Linked DNA regions of Sus scrofa: regions 2, 3, 4 and 5 are each linked to region 1. Evidence: chromatin contacts called from public Hi-C and HiChIP or PLAC-seq data. All regions are on one chromosome and are shown on one strand. The core of a region is the stretch at or near the end of the contact, and the rest is flanking DNA. Distances in the headings are between cores, read along the strand shown. Region 1 holds the start of CSNK2A1 (casein kinase II subunit alpha). Region 2 holds the start of TRIB3 (tribbles homolog 3). Region 3 holds the start of SRXN1 (sulfiredoxin-1). Region 4 holds the start of RBCK1 (ranBP-type and C3HC4-type zinc finger-containing protein 1). Region 5 holds the start of TBC1D20 (TBC1 domain family member 20).

What was found. A called contact is a pair of places that touch in the nucleus more often than the background predicts. HiChIP or PLAC-seq counts read pairs in DNA pulled down with a chosen protein or histone mark.
Region 2: a Hi-C map of omental adipose tissue shows a contact between it and region 1, with 1.6 times the contacts expected there. The contact joins the promoter of TRIB3 here to the promoter of CSNK2A1 in region 1. A contact is called at or near these places in 2 of 5 promoter capture datasets (fetal liver and liver), 5 of 47 Hi-C or Micro-C datasets (alveolar macrophages, fetal heart ventricle, liver and 2 more) and 2 of 2 datasets of contacts at active chromatin or transcription factors (alveolar macrophages and skeletal muscle).
Region 3: a contact with region 1 is called in an H3K27ac HiChIP or PLAC-seq map of alveolar macrophages. The contact joins the promoter of SRXN1 here to the promoter of CSNK2A1 in region 1. A contact is called at or near these places in 2 of 5 promoter capture datasets (fetal liver and liver), 4 of 47 Hi-C or Micro-C datasets (adipose tissue, embryonic fibroblasts, fibroblasts and 1 more) and 1 of 2 datasets of contacts at active chromatin or transcription factors (alveolar macrophages).
Region 4: a contact with region 1 is called in an H3K27ac HiChIP or PLAC-seq map of skeletal muscle. The contact joins the promoter of RBCK1 here to the promoter of CSNK2A1 in region 1. A contact is called at or near these places in 2 of 5 promoter capture datasets (fetal liver and liver), 5 of 47 Hi-C or Micro-C datasets (embryonic fibroblasts, heart right ventricle, liver and 2 more) and 2 of 2 datasets of contacts at active chromatin or transcription factors (alveolar macrophages and skeletal muscle).
Region 5: an H3K27ac HiChIP or PLAC-seq map of alveolar macrophages shows a contact between it and region 1. The contact joins the promoter of TBC1D20 here to the promoter of CSNK2A1 in region 1. A contact is called at or near these places in 2 of 5 promoter capture datasets (fetal liver and liver), 5 of 47 Hi-C or Micro-C datasets (embryonic fibroblasts, heart right ventricle, liver and 1 more) and 2 of 2 datasets of contacts at active chromatin or transcription factors (alveolar macrophages and skeletal muscle).

The regions. Positions count from the first base shown.
Region 1 is chr17:34,691,667-34,694,257 of Sscrofa11.1, forward strand. CSNK2A1 (casein kinase II subunit alpha) reads left to right here and starts at 1,294. Exons shown (of 13, transcript XM_003134359.5): 1 at 1,294-1,455. LOC110257457 (a long non-coding RNA gene) reads right to left here and starts at 1,255. Exons shown (of 3, transcript XR_002340068.1): 1 at 1,050-1,255.
Region 2 is chr17:34,818,299-34,820,889 of Sscrofa11.1, forward strand. It overlaps TRIB3 (tribbles homolog 3), which reads right to left and starts at 1,294. Exons shown (of 4, transcript XM_013983169.2): 1 at 1,000-1,294.
Region 3 is chr17:34,581,089-34,583,679 of Sscrofa11.1, forward strand. It overlaps SRXN1 (sulfiredoxin-1), which reads left to right and starts at 1,289. Exons shown (of 2, transcript XM_003134361.4): 1 at 1,289-1,560. The coding sequence starts at 1,390. It overlaps LOC106506648 (a long non-coding RNA gene), which reads right to left and starts at 1,275. Exons shown (of 3, transcript XR_002339912.1): 1 at 1,056-1,275.
Region 4 is chr17:34,799,928-34,802,518 of Sscrofa11.1, forward strand. It overlaps RBCK1 (ranBP-type and C3HC4-type zinc finger-containing protein 1), which reads right to left and starts at 1,301. Exons shown (of 13, transcript XM_021078286.1): 1 at 1,259-1,301; 2 at 562-652. The coding sequence starts at 583.
Region 5 is chr17:34,759,099-34,761,689 of Sscrofa11.1, forward strand. It overlaps TBC1D20 (TBC1 domain family member 20), which reads left to right and starts at 1,281. Exons shown (of 8, transcript NM_001244620.1): 1 at 1,281-1,460. The coding sequence starts at 1,391.

The DNA of each region.
Region 1 (2,591 bases), core at 44-2,543:
TGGGGAGGGCCATCCCTGGGTCAAGCAGCTATTCTGAGGCAGCTCAGGGATAAGAGCTGGTACCAAAATAACCCAGCCTCCTCACCCTTGTTCCAGACCTCACACCTCTGTCTGAGGCTAACACTTGAATTCCTCTCAGTAACACTTAAGACACCAGCTTTTAGCAGGGCCTGCAGGGAACAGGGTGATCATCAGACTCAGCCCTGTCCACTGGGGGCTCACAGTCTGATGGAAGGGGCAGGTTAGGGTTGCTGAGTAACGGTGCCTAGGTCTGGAGGAACTAAAGGGAGGAAAGATCCACAAAGGAAAGGATCCCTGAATTAGTTCGAGTAACATACAGAAGTTAGCCGGTCCAGGAGGTGACAGGAACAGAAGTAACTGCCCGTGCAAAGGGAAGGAGGCAACACAGATAAGTTCCAGGAATAGTCTGCAGTTTTAGTGAGTGGGCGCATCAGGAAGCTGAAGTAAGAGGGGTAGAAGAGGCTGGGGATAGGGTGTGGGGAGTGTCCAAATTATGCAGGAACTTGGATGTCAAGAGAAGAGCTTGGGCTGTCTTTGCTGCACAAAGGAAAGCCTTGAAAGGTTTTCAACCAAGAGGACGTCAAGATCAGTTTTGCACGGTAGAAAGTGCCCTGTAGCTGCCTTAGGAAGATAGCTCAGGCAAGCGGGGTGGAGGAGCGGCAGATCGAAGGGAGAAAATTTATCCTGCATGGGCAGCTCTAACTAGGACTCCTGTATGAGGGAGGAACCGGGTCTCAATCTCTAGAGGGCTAGTACCATCACCTCCTCGACTCCTGCGCCACACCACTCCCGGGGTCCAACTTTCGTTCACTTGTTCCAGAACTCGAAGTCTGAGCAGAAAAAAAATGTGCTGCTAAAGCCCTGACCCTAAACGAGGGACCACAGCAAGAGACTTCAATTCCCAAAATGCTTCGCTCTACAGCTCTGCAGGTCGCGCATGCTTCTTTTCAAGAAAGGCGGGCCAGCTTGCAGACTGCTAGGACTCGCCAGCGGGGTGAAGTGCGGGAAACTAGGGACCGCCATCTTACCTTGGGTCAAACCAACTGTACACTTAGTGGGAGGTTCGTGTTCTCTCTCTCGTCAGTTCATACAGGCGCTGAAATAAAATGTGCTTAATTACTACAAGCTTCGCTTTTATGCTTTATGTCGAGAACTCCTTCCATTTTGCACCCTGGTCCGGAACTGAACCCCTAGCGTACAATAGGACATCCCACCATGGCCGCACTCTGCTACAGTCAGCTGGGGGCGGAGTCGGAAGCGGTCCCGCCCCGCCTCCCGGTCCGAGGGGGTTTCCGCTTCCGGCAGCGGCGGCTGCAGCCTCGCTCTGGGCCCTGCGGCTGGCGGCCGAGCCGTGTGTCTCCTCCTCCGCCGCCGCCATATTGTCTGTGTGAGGAGAGGGGAGTGCGGCCGCCACCGCTGCCGCTTCCACCACAGGTACCGTGGGAGTCGCCAGGCGAGGTCGTTGTGGAGTGGGGTTGGGCCCAGGATGGGGCAGTGGGGCGCGGCCGCCTCTCACGCTTCCAGCGGACTCCCGAGCGGCCCTTCGCCTTCCCCTGCCCCCCCCTCTACACACACACCAGCCGGGGCCCCTGCAGCCCATCGGGGAGGCCTGGGGCCATCCCCTAGGGCGGGGAGTGAGGCTGGGGGGCAGAGGCTGATGTGAGGGTGGGAACTGGCTCTCGAGAGTCCGGCTTATTGCTGGGGAGAGGGCTGGGTCGGGGCGGAGACTAGGGGGCAACTTGGAGGAGGGGGTCGCCAGAGGGGGAAGGGAGCTTGAGGGGTGGGGCCGCAGGGGGGATGCTGGAGGAGGGTGCCTAGGGGAGTGGTGCCGGCTGTGTAGGCTGGGGTGGGCCCTCTCGCGGAGCACAGCAGCTGGAGTGAGGGCCTACTAAGGTCCCTCTGGGCAAGGCTGGGCTTCCCACCTGCACACTAGAGTGCAAGGTGGAGGGACCCGGGGCGAGGTCACTGGGGATAAAGGGGAAGGGAACCACGTAGTGGGGCAGAACGGGTAGAGTTGAATGAAGTTAAGGGTTAGTTGGGAGCTTGGTGGAAGAGGAGAGGTATTTCGAATGAAAGGTTGACTGAGAGTATACATGTTAGTTTGTGACCTTTTGAAGAGTAGGACTTTAATTTTGTTTTTGTTTTTCGGTTGTTGTGGGGGGGGTTGTTTCGTTTTTTTTGTTTTTTGTTTTTGCAGCATTGGAACATTTCTAGCCTTGGCAGGTCATGGGTGGAGCTTATGTAGTTTGTTTTTGGGGAAGCAAAGTCAGGGTCAGGAGAAGTGGTTTCTTGGCTATCGCTCTTGTGGGAAGGCAAGAGTTTTGGAAAAGAGGTGGCAAATTAGGGAAGACTTGATTAACTTTCAACTGCTAAATTTTATGAGAAGGGGTCTTGGAGAGAGAAAATGAGAAGAAAGCTAGAAAAGGAAGATTTTTCTAAGAGTTGGAAGACCCCATTCCATCTAAGGAGTGGCAGTAAATATCTAGATTCTCAAATATAAGTGCCACTGCTACTTAGCTGTAAGCCTCAGTTTTCCTATCTGTAAAATGGGGGTGATGATATTTCCTAGA
Region 2 (2,591 bases), core at 44-2,543, 130 kb after region 1:
AATCCAGCCAGTCAAGGCACACATGCAGGTCAGAGAGGGGTGCACACATCATTAAGTGACACACATCTCGCCCTCCAAGGGCAGATGTGCATACACAAGCCAGCAAAGCTCTCATAACTATGTACTCACGACTGCGGGACAGTTACCAAGGCCACACGCTTCGTCTGACCCTCCCTCCCCGCCACGACCCCAGCGCGAAAGAAGTAGGTGGCCTCGCCCCGGCCTGGGCAGCTGGGCTAGTCTCGTGGGAGCGGAAGCGGCGAGCGTCCCGGGGCAGAAGGTTCAGCGGGAGCCGAGGGTCGGCGGCGGGGCAGGGACCGGGCAAAGGGAAGGCGACTGGGCCCCGGGTCTGGGGTAAGAGGCCTCGCTCCACCCTCACCCCAGAATCCAGGTACAACACACACAGTCGGCAGGAACGGAATACGCACGCACCGTACAGCGTGTGAACCAGGGCCTCCAGGCGGAGCGTACCTGCGAGCCACGCCCGCACGCCGCGCGCCGGCAGCCCTTGACCCTGCGCCTGCCCCGCTGGCGAGCACCCCGGCCGGTCTCCGCACAACTCCGCCAGCACCTGCCGCGGGCGCCCAGGAGACACGGCCTCATCAGGACCCCACTGGCCCACGCGGACTCAGATCCGCACCGGCACACCCCACAGTTACAGAGGCCCCCTGGCCGCCAGGGACCCCACAGACTTCCCCGCACCCAACCACACAGCTCCCCAGCCCGCCCCACACTCCAGCAAACGCAGACACTACACACCCCTGCGGGGGCGGCGTGGGGCCAACACAGTCCCCACTCCCTCCGTCCCGGCGACACGCTGCCACGCCCCGCTGGGGCGCACCCTCGCGCCCGCCCGCGTCGGCTGCACTCGGCGACCCTACGCCCCGCGGGGCCGCGTCACCGGGTCCGAGCGGGAACACTCAGCCCAGATCGCCCCCCGGACCGGACGGAGGCTCCGGGTCGCCCCTCTATCCACCACCTCCCGCTCCCGCCAGGTACCTTGCCCTCGCCAGCGGCGGGGTCCTGGTGCCGGCCAAGCTCAAGAGTCGCCAGGCACCCACGATGGCCCAGGCCGCTCGGCCCCGGCTGAGGTCGGCTCCGGATGGGGCTCTGGCCCGGGTCCCCAGCAGCCGGAATGTGTGCCGAGTCGCCGCCGCTTCCGCCGCGAGTGTCTCGGGAGCGCAGGGAGCCGGGCTTCAACTCCGGCCCGGGTGATGTAAACCTGAGCTAATCAGCCGCCGCCTGATGCCCTCCGGCGGGGGATTGCACCATCCCCTGCGCCCCGCCCCCTGAGGTCCCCGCTAGAGCGCGCCCCGCCCCGCTCCTCGTGTGTGGTCCGCAGGCGAGCCACCGACTTTCCCTTTCACCTTGGAAACAGCATTTTGCCTTTCTGGGCCTCAGTTTTCCCACCTGTGAAACGGAAGAACATCCTACCTTCTCAGGATGGGCCTGAAGAGAAAAAGAACAGTGATAGTTTCCTGCGTGCTTCCCGGGTTATAAAGCACTTTCCCGCCATTGTTTCATTGCAGTATAGGAGAACCTTGGGCGGGCAGAAAGCTCCATTCTCCCCATTCTACTAAGGAGCAGCCTGAGGCCCAGCTACAGGGTGGGGGGGTAGCTCTGCAAAGGCCGTGGATTTAGGAGCTCAATAGAACAATTGTTGTGCCCCGGGGAGAACTAGGGTGGGGTAGCCTTCACAGCATGCATATAATAGAGGCACTTCAGCCGTGTAGTTAAGAAAAGTGGGCCAAAGCGTGCCCACTGTGTTACCTGAGGAAATAGATTGAATAAATTAACACATGTTAAACGCTTAGAGCTGTGCCGCCCGGCACCTGGTAGATACTAAAGGAGTGGAAACTGGAGGCTCAAGGAGAGCCGGCACCTATAACAGGAATTGCACGCTTGGCCTGGGAAGCCCTGGTGCCACTAGCTGTTTGGAGAAGCATCCCTGTGCAGCCCCAAGGGTCCAATTCCCTTTAGGCCTTGATGTCTGAGTTCACCAGTGTCAAAAAATAACTCCACCAGACAGAGGTTAAGGGAAGGTGGGTGGAGTTAGCTTTGTTTCCCCGGTTGCAGAACCTTAGGGATCAGCTCCTCTGAGTGTGTGTGTGTGTGTGTGTCAGAGCCCTAGAGCATACCAGGAGGTTCTGGGATTTGATTTAACCCTGGAGACTCCCCCAGCCTGGAGCGATGAATGAACTCATTTTCTACACCAGGAGCTAGACTGACTGGGCTCTCCTACAGCCATAAGAGGCAAAGAAAGGCAGGATGTTGTCTCTCCAGGGCCTCACTGAAGCAAGACTGTGCTGGGTTGACTTATGCATTCTTAACTGCTTCATGTTGTGTCAGACCCTGTTCTAATTGCTGGATGACAGTGGTGACAAGCTTGACTCACCCCCATCCTCAGGGATCTTATAAATCAGTGGGGAGACAGAGCACTCTCAAGAAAATAAAATCAGTAGGCCCAGATAATTTCAAATAGATGATGTGTCATATATTTTCTTGAATAAATAGCATAGATTTATTCTCTATAAGATATGGCTGGGAAGTAGCTATTTTCAGCAGGGCTTATCAGGAAGGTGATGTTTAAA
Region 3 (2,591 bases), core at 39-2,538, 110 kb before region 1:
ACTTGGGATCTACTTCTGGGAGAATCCAAACTAAAACAAAAGGATATTGCATAGATCCTAGAATGTCTCCAGCTTCCAGTCCCAAACTTACATTAGCCCCAGAGAAAGGTACCTCACCTTAATCTCAACAGGAGGCTTAAGTCTCCATCCTGACATTGTTCAGCTACTTCTTCACCAGCCTTGGATATGCCTACCTCCAGACATCTTAATTATGTGAAAATACAAATCTTCTTAACGCTTATAGCCATTCTGAGTTGAGTCACAGGTATCTCAACATACAAACCAACAGTGGGTACAGAACACACTCTGAAGTCAGGCTGCTAGGATTCAAACCCTGGTCGAGCCACTTACTAGCTCATTACCTTAGGCAAGTCTCTCTCTCTCTCTCTCTCTCTTTTTTTTTTTTTTTTTTTTTTTTGTCTTTTTGCCATTTCTTGGGCCCCTCTCAAGGCATATGGAGGTTCCCAGGCTAGGGGTCGAATCAGAGCCGTAGCCACCGGCCTACGCCAGAGCCACAGCAACGCGGGATCCGAGCCATGTCTGCAACCCACACCACAGCTCACGGCAACGAGGATCCTTAACCCACTGAGCAAGGCCAGGGATCGAACCTGCAATCTCATGGCTCCTAGTCGGATTCGTTAACCACTGAGTCACGACAGGAACTCCCTGGGCAAGTCTCTTAAACCAAGCTGTGCCTCAGTTTCCCCCGTCTGCAAAATAGGAGTTAATCATACCTAGTTTGCAGACTTGTTTTGAGGTTTAAATAAACTAATGTACATGCAAAGTGTTTAAGACAGTGCCCGACACAGCACCAGATTCGTCAGACTCGTAATATTACTGTTGTTGGTAGGTATTATTATTACTTCTACCGCTATTACCGCTAAGGCTCCAAAGGCTGGGCTGCCAAGAGCGAGGTTTTGCCAACTCACTCTCGCCGGGCAGATCTGGCCCCTTCCACGCCGCGTCCCCGCCCCCGCCTCCCGCGGACCTGAGTCACCCCGGTGTGTGACGCACAGCCATCGGCGCCCCTCCCGCCCCACGACCTGCAGACTCACCCTGAGTCAGCCTGCCCGGACGCTTCCACTCCCGGGACGCCGAGCGGAAGAGGAGAAGCGGTGCGGCGCCCCCCAGCGGAGAGCCGGAGCCCCGCGTGCATCCCGCGGCGCCGGGCGAGTGGAGCCGAGGTCCCGCGGGGACGCGCGGGGGATGGGCCGGACCACTGCGGGGCCGGGGGAGAGAGACGCACTGGCCGGGCCCCCCGCCGCCTGCGCAGAATGGTACGGCCCGGCCGGGGTTAAAGCCCTTGGGAGGAGGTGCGTCTAGTGGCGGCGGCGGTAGCGACGGCGGCGAGATGGGACTGCGTGCGGAGGAGCGCTGGGCAGGGCCGGGATGGGCCGGGGGTCGCCCGAGGGACCTGGGCCGAGCGGCAGCGCGCAGGGCGGCAGCATCCACTCGGGTTGTATCGCCGCGGTGCACAACGTGCCGCTGAGCGTGCTCATCCGGCCGCTGCCGTCTGTGCTGGACCCGGCCAAGGTGCAGAGCCTCGTGGACACGATCCGGGTGAGGCCCTGGGGGAAGCTGGCAGCTGGGAGGGCTTCAGAGGAGGGAGGATGCGCCGGACGCCAGACGGGACTGGTTCAGTCTCCCCCGCAGCTCAGCATTTGCTGTGTGACCTTGAGCAAGCTGCTGGGCCTCTCTGGACCTCTGTTTCCTCTTTGAGCAAGGAGATTGGAGGAGAGAATAAAAATAACAATCTCTGACTCCTATCAAGATGGTATTTGAAATGGCCCAGGAGCTCTTTTAAGTGCTTAGCTTCTTCATGCCAATCCTGAGAGGTTCTTTTACAGACGAGGAAATAAGGCACAAGAGGATTCAAGCAACTTGTCCAAGGTCAGGCATTTAAGAAAGTGGTACAGCCTGGCCACAGTGCCCAGCTGCATGGCCACCACATTATCCTAAGATAAGATGTGTGGTCACTTCTGGCTGTGGCAGTGGGACTGGGGTGGGGGTGGGGTCCTGTCTGCAGAGAGGGCCTTGTTTGAACTGGAACTGGGAGAGGAACAGGTCAGCCACAGCTCAGAGAGGATGCTGGAGAAGGCTGGTGTGATCCTGGCAGGAATGAGAGGGGAGGGAGGGGCCATAGGTGTCCTGCATGACATCTTGTCCCCCTCCCCCAGACCCTTGGAGGGTGGCCATGTGAGACCCTGAGGCCCCACCAGACACCTCTCCTGCTTCCAGGCATGTCTTTCAGTCCTAGACTTTGCACTGCTGGTAGTTCCTCCTGCCTGGAACTGCTTCCCAGAGAGCCTGCTGCCCCTCTGGGGTTAGGTCCCTGCCTCCCTGTTCTGTGGCTCCCCCCTTAACCCGAGGTATTTCTCCTTGCAGGGTTTGTGTCCCGCTGAGTTATTTTATACATTTGTTTGGGTTTTATTGTCCCTCCTCCCCACCTCGTGTGAACTCCATAGAAGCAGAGACTTGGTCCTATCTTGCTCTTTCCGTGACATGAACACGGTGCCTGGCTGTTGTTGAAGGATCTGGCCCTGTGTGCTCTCTCCCACCACTGGGCCTTTGCACAGACTTTCCACCCCACC
Region 4 (2,591 bases), core at 51-2,550, 110 kb after region 1:
GGGGAAAAGCGTTCCAGGTGGAGAGAAAGGGAAAGGTCTTGAGCAAGAAATGGGTGGATTAGAACAGAAGCCCTGGGGCTCCAGCAGAATAAGAGGGGAAATGGGAGGACCCTGAGGTCAATGAAGCTAGCAGGCCTGTGGGCTATCCAAAGGCCCTGGGCCTTGTCCTAAGAACAAAGGAACACAGGGGGGTACATGAGCAGGACGGTCACATGACCTAACTTAAGTTCTACCACAGTGAGCAGAGGGGGCCAGAGAGGAGGCAAGGACCCCCAGTATTCAGGTAATAGAAGTCTGTTCCCCACAGCAGGGGAGGTCTCCTGTCTCCTCGGATAACTCCCCACTCCCTTCTCAGCATAGCTGGCCCAGGAGGCCTCAAGAGGCATCAAATAAATGAATGACAAGATGCCTCCGGAAGCAACCGGGCCCCAAGGGAGGAAAGAGAGGGGCAAGAGGGCAATGGGAGGGGAGGTTTAATGCCCTTCTGAGCAGGGGAGGCCTGGTCCTGGCAGGGCCCCCCTCCCACCCAAAGTTTCTCAGTCGCCTCCAGCCTGTGCCCACCTTTCTTGATCTTCTCGTCCATCTCGCGTGATTGTGCCCATCCCCCCCAGGCGGGGGCTGCAGCTCCGGGGAAATGCTGTCCCTGGGTCACCTGGTAGAGGACAGGCCACCACGAGCAACTCAGCTCCGGCCGGTGGCCTCTGGCGCGGTCCGAGCTTTCTTTGTGCTTCGGTGTCCCCGGGGCCAGTCGGGTAGCATCACTCTACCCGAAGGCTGGGGATGGGGGCCTGGGATAGAGAACCGGCCGGGTGCCCCCGAGTGGGAGGTGAAATGGCAGAGGCACCAGGCTGAGCCTGCAAAGGGCGACAGAAGAAACAGGCCAGGCCCGGCGGGGTAGGAGCGACGCCGCACAGCCCGGGTGCTAGCCGTCCCCGGAGAAGAGCCCCTTTTCCCTGCTGGGACCAGGAGCGCCCCCCGGCGCCCGGGATTTTAGCCCAACTCCCTCCCCTCCGGGCGGCTCCTGTCAGTCAGGAGAGAGAGCGGAGCCGCCTCAACGGAAAAGAAAGTGAAAGTGGCAGCCCCGGAAGTGCCTCGGAAGCTTGTCTCGGGACCCGCGCCCCTTCGCCCCGCGACCGCCCGCTGGCCACCCAGCAGCTGCTTCCGCCTGGGACACAACCGTCCGGAGCGCTCCGTCCCGCGAGGCCCGGCATTCCCACTCCCCTCCCGGGCGAACTCGGACCCCGTGACCCTCACTCACCCGCGCAGCCGCGCTGGCATCCCTGCGGGAGGGGCGGGGCGGGGCCGAGGGCGGGAGGGGGCGGGGATTGGGCGGAGGGCCGGTGGGGCGGGGCGCCGAGGCCGCCCCTGTGCAGCCCCGCTGCCACCACATTTGTGCGCGGGAAGATCCTCGCTTCTTTTGCAGGAGAAATAAAAATTCTGTTGGTTTCTGACCTGCCTGGGGCCAGGAAACTGAATTTCAATCCAGGTCGGATGGGCTCAGAATCCCACCCTTAGGCAGCCGAACACCGCTTCTCGGCGGTTACTCTCCACCCTTTGATTAGGCCACTAATGAAGTTTGCATTCGCTGAGCACAGCTGGAAGCTCTTTGCATCCTCCAGTCTCCCCGCGCCGAAACTTTTCCCCACCTCTCATCAGCAGATCCTATGGCTTGGCCTGGAGAACAGATCCAAAATCTGTCACCTCTCATCTCCTCCAGGTCCCATCCCACTCCATCTCCATCCTTCTCGTCAGGTGTCCTGCACCAGCCTCCTCATTAGGATCCTTGCTTCCCCTTTTGGCCACTACAGTCTATTTTATACCCAGGTGCCAGAGGTCTTGTTAGACTGTAAATCAAACTATGCCACTCCTCAAAACACTCCCAGTAGCTCCCATCTCAAAAGTAAAGCCGAGGTCCTCCCAAGGCCTACAACCTGCCCCTGCTGCTTCTCTGACTACTCTCCTCTTGGCGCACTCCACTCAAGCCCCACTGGCCTCTAGGTCCTGGAACAAAGCAGATACACTCCCACTTCAGGTTCTTTGCACTTGCCATAGCCCAAATATCTTCATGGTTTTTTCTTGCCCTTTATTGTGTGTGTGTGGTGGTGCCCAAGGGCATGTGGAAGTTCCTGGGATAGAATGCACACCACAGCAGAGTGACAATGGCAGATTCACCTTTTTACGCAAAAGTCTTCCCTATCCACTCTGAGATTTCACACACACACACACACACACACACACACACACACACACACACATCTAGTCTGGTTTTTTGTTTGTTTTTTGGGTTTTTTTGCTCTTTAGGGCAGCACATGCGGCATATGGAAGTTCCCAGGCTAGGGGTTGAATGGGAGCTGCAGCTGCTGGCCTACACCACAGATCAGGGCAACACCTGATCCCTTAACCCACTGAGCGAGGCCAGGAATCTAACCTGAATCTTCATAGATCCTTTTTGGGTTCATTATTGTTGAGCCATAACGGGAACTCCATCCAATATTTTATTTTATTATTATTATTTGCTTGTTAGGGCCACACCCATGGCATATGGAGGTTCCCAGGCTAGGGGTCCAATTGGAGCTGTAGCTGCTGGCCTG
Region 5 (2,591 bases), core at 31-2,530, 67 kb after region 1:
ATGGCTAAACTATTATTATTTTTGTCTTATTTGACTATTTTCCTTTATTTTTACATTTTCTCACTTTTCTTATTATATTTATTCTTTGGAACTCAGGGAAGGCTTGGGAGGCTAAAGTCTCCCTCCAGGCAAGAGGCAGACAGGGGCCCTGGGGAGGGGAGGGTGTGGGGCAAGGGAGGTTCTGTCCTGGGAAGGCCCCATAGGGTCCTGCTCAGTTACAGTACCAAAAAGTGATTGTTAAAATTTACTAGATTTCTGAATGGGATTGTAAAATTTGTCAGTTGAAATTAAGGAAAAACTCGACTTGGGGATTTCTAATTTTAATAAATTGAACAAATTAACTTCAGAGTCTTTTCTGCTCATGAAAGCTACCCCAAGGACCCAAGGACCTTTTTAAAAAAGACTTACTATCTGATGGCGGACCACGGAACCCGAATTGGGCAGGATGGGTATGAAATCAAGAGGGGTCAGCAGTAATGGATTCCATGGGTTAGAGGCCTCGGAATAAAGAATTACTGTTCAGGGTCATCGGGCAACTAGAATCATGAAAATTTCCGTGGGGAGGGGAGGGGTGCCTAGCATTGGAGATTTCAGAGGCGGGGCAGCCTCTGGCCACAAAAATAGGGGTTTGACGGAGTGAATGGGTGGCCTATATAAGGGAGAGAAGAGAAAGGATTGTCACTGGAGACGGAGAAGGATGGCAAAGACTTGACAGGACAGATGGGCATTTTGGATGAATGGCCAGTTTTGTACAACTGAAAGGGAATACTGGCTATGTGAACAGCGGCTCCTGGCATTGTGCTGTGCCCAACCTGCATAACCATAAGCGATGGTTCTGCTAAACCCTGAAGTCACCAAGTACGATGATGGGAGTACCTGTGGGGAAACGAGACTGGAAGTAAAATTCTTGGTAAGCAAAAGATACAGCGAAAAATTGTAGTTACTATATGCTTGGTACTGCTCTAAGCACTTTCCCAAGACCTCTTGTAAGTTCAGGGGCTTATCATCAGTTCCATTTTATAGATAAGGAAAACGAAACAAATGATAAAATCTCCTGAACACATTGTTCGAGGGCGCCACACTCCAAGAAGTTGAGCTGGAACTAACTCTGAGGGGTGTGCTCCCTGCGCGCTTCCGCTCGCCGCTCAGGGCGCCTGCGTGCGGGTCCCGGCGACCGCGGCCCTCCCCGCCGCCACCCGCCCCAGCGCAGCGGATGGTCACGTGCCGGCACGGGGCGGGGCCCGCGCGGGGACGCCTGCGCGCCGCGGGCTGACCAAGCCGAGCTTGGCCCGCGGAGCCGGCGCCGAATCCCGCGGCCTCAGCTGCAGCCGCGCCTTCTCTCTGCTCCGCCACCAGCCGGGGCTCGGGCCGGTGCCCGGGCCCCCGGGACATGGCCCTCCGGAGTGCGCAGGGTGACGGCCCCACGTCTCCTCGCTGGGACGGCGGCGCGGAGAAGGCAGGTACGGAAGCCGACGGGGAGCCGGGGAGCGGCCTGCGAGGACAGCCGCAGGGGCAGGGGACGGCTGCCGGAGGAGCGGGCCGAGGCGCGGGCGGCACCCGAGGGGACCGCGGGATGGGGGCCCCGAGACGAGCGCGCGGGGTGCGCCCGGGGCCGCGGCCGGGGTCGGGACAGTGAGGGAGGAAAAGGCGGACGGCCTGGGTCACGTCTGAAGGGGAAGAGAGCCTGGCATTGGGAGTCAGAGGATACTGAGGCGACCCGACGAACCCTGGCGGCAGACTCGGGTCCCCCGTGGGAAGGACGAGGCGGGGGCCCCGAGTCCGGCCTCGTCACATCTGGAGAGGAGAACTGGCTGTCCCTGAGAGCCGAGGCCAAGCCTCGTCCCCGGCCGGCCGAGACTGTCGGGCCACGTCTGCAGGTTCCCCGGGCCGCCTCCCTAGTGGTCAGGCCGGTTTCCCAAACTTCAGGTCTGGATCGACACGGCCTCCCTGGACCACAGATTTCTTTTCATTACCACGAAATTCACTCTTTAAAGTGTCCAGTGCAGTGGTCCTTAGTACACTGGCAAGGTGGTGCAACCATCGCACTGTCTTAATTCCACAGCATTTCTAATTCCAAAAAGAAAAGCCATCAGTCCCCATAGCCCATTCTCCACAGCTCCTGGCAGCCACCAGTCTATTTTCTGTCTCAATCTTGTGCCACCTCTTGTAATGTTATCTAATTGTGTGAAGAACAATTCTATTTTTTGTAATGTCTTACACTAAACAGTAATTTCCATGAAATCATGGTTTCTCTGGGCACTGTATTTTCCATTATGTTTTCCATACTGTTAATACAGGACAGTTCAAATTATTGTTTCCTCTTTACCAAGCAAAATACCCTTTTTTCCCCTCCCTGGGTTGGACTAAGGTCATTTTCCCACTTTTCCGTCTTTTCGTGGAAAAGATAATAGAACCAACCACATATTCAGCCCATGGTTTGATGAAGCACCAGGTATTCACATTTTGTCTCTGGGTTCATTCTGTTATCCCTCTTTTCTCCTGTTCTAATCCTGCATGGAAATGGGCTCACTCCTCATATTACTTCTCTGGGTCCTTTGGCCTTGTAACCCTTTGCTGGTGTTGTGTGACAT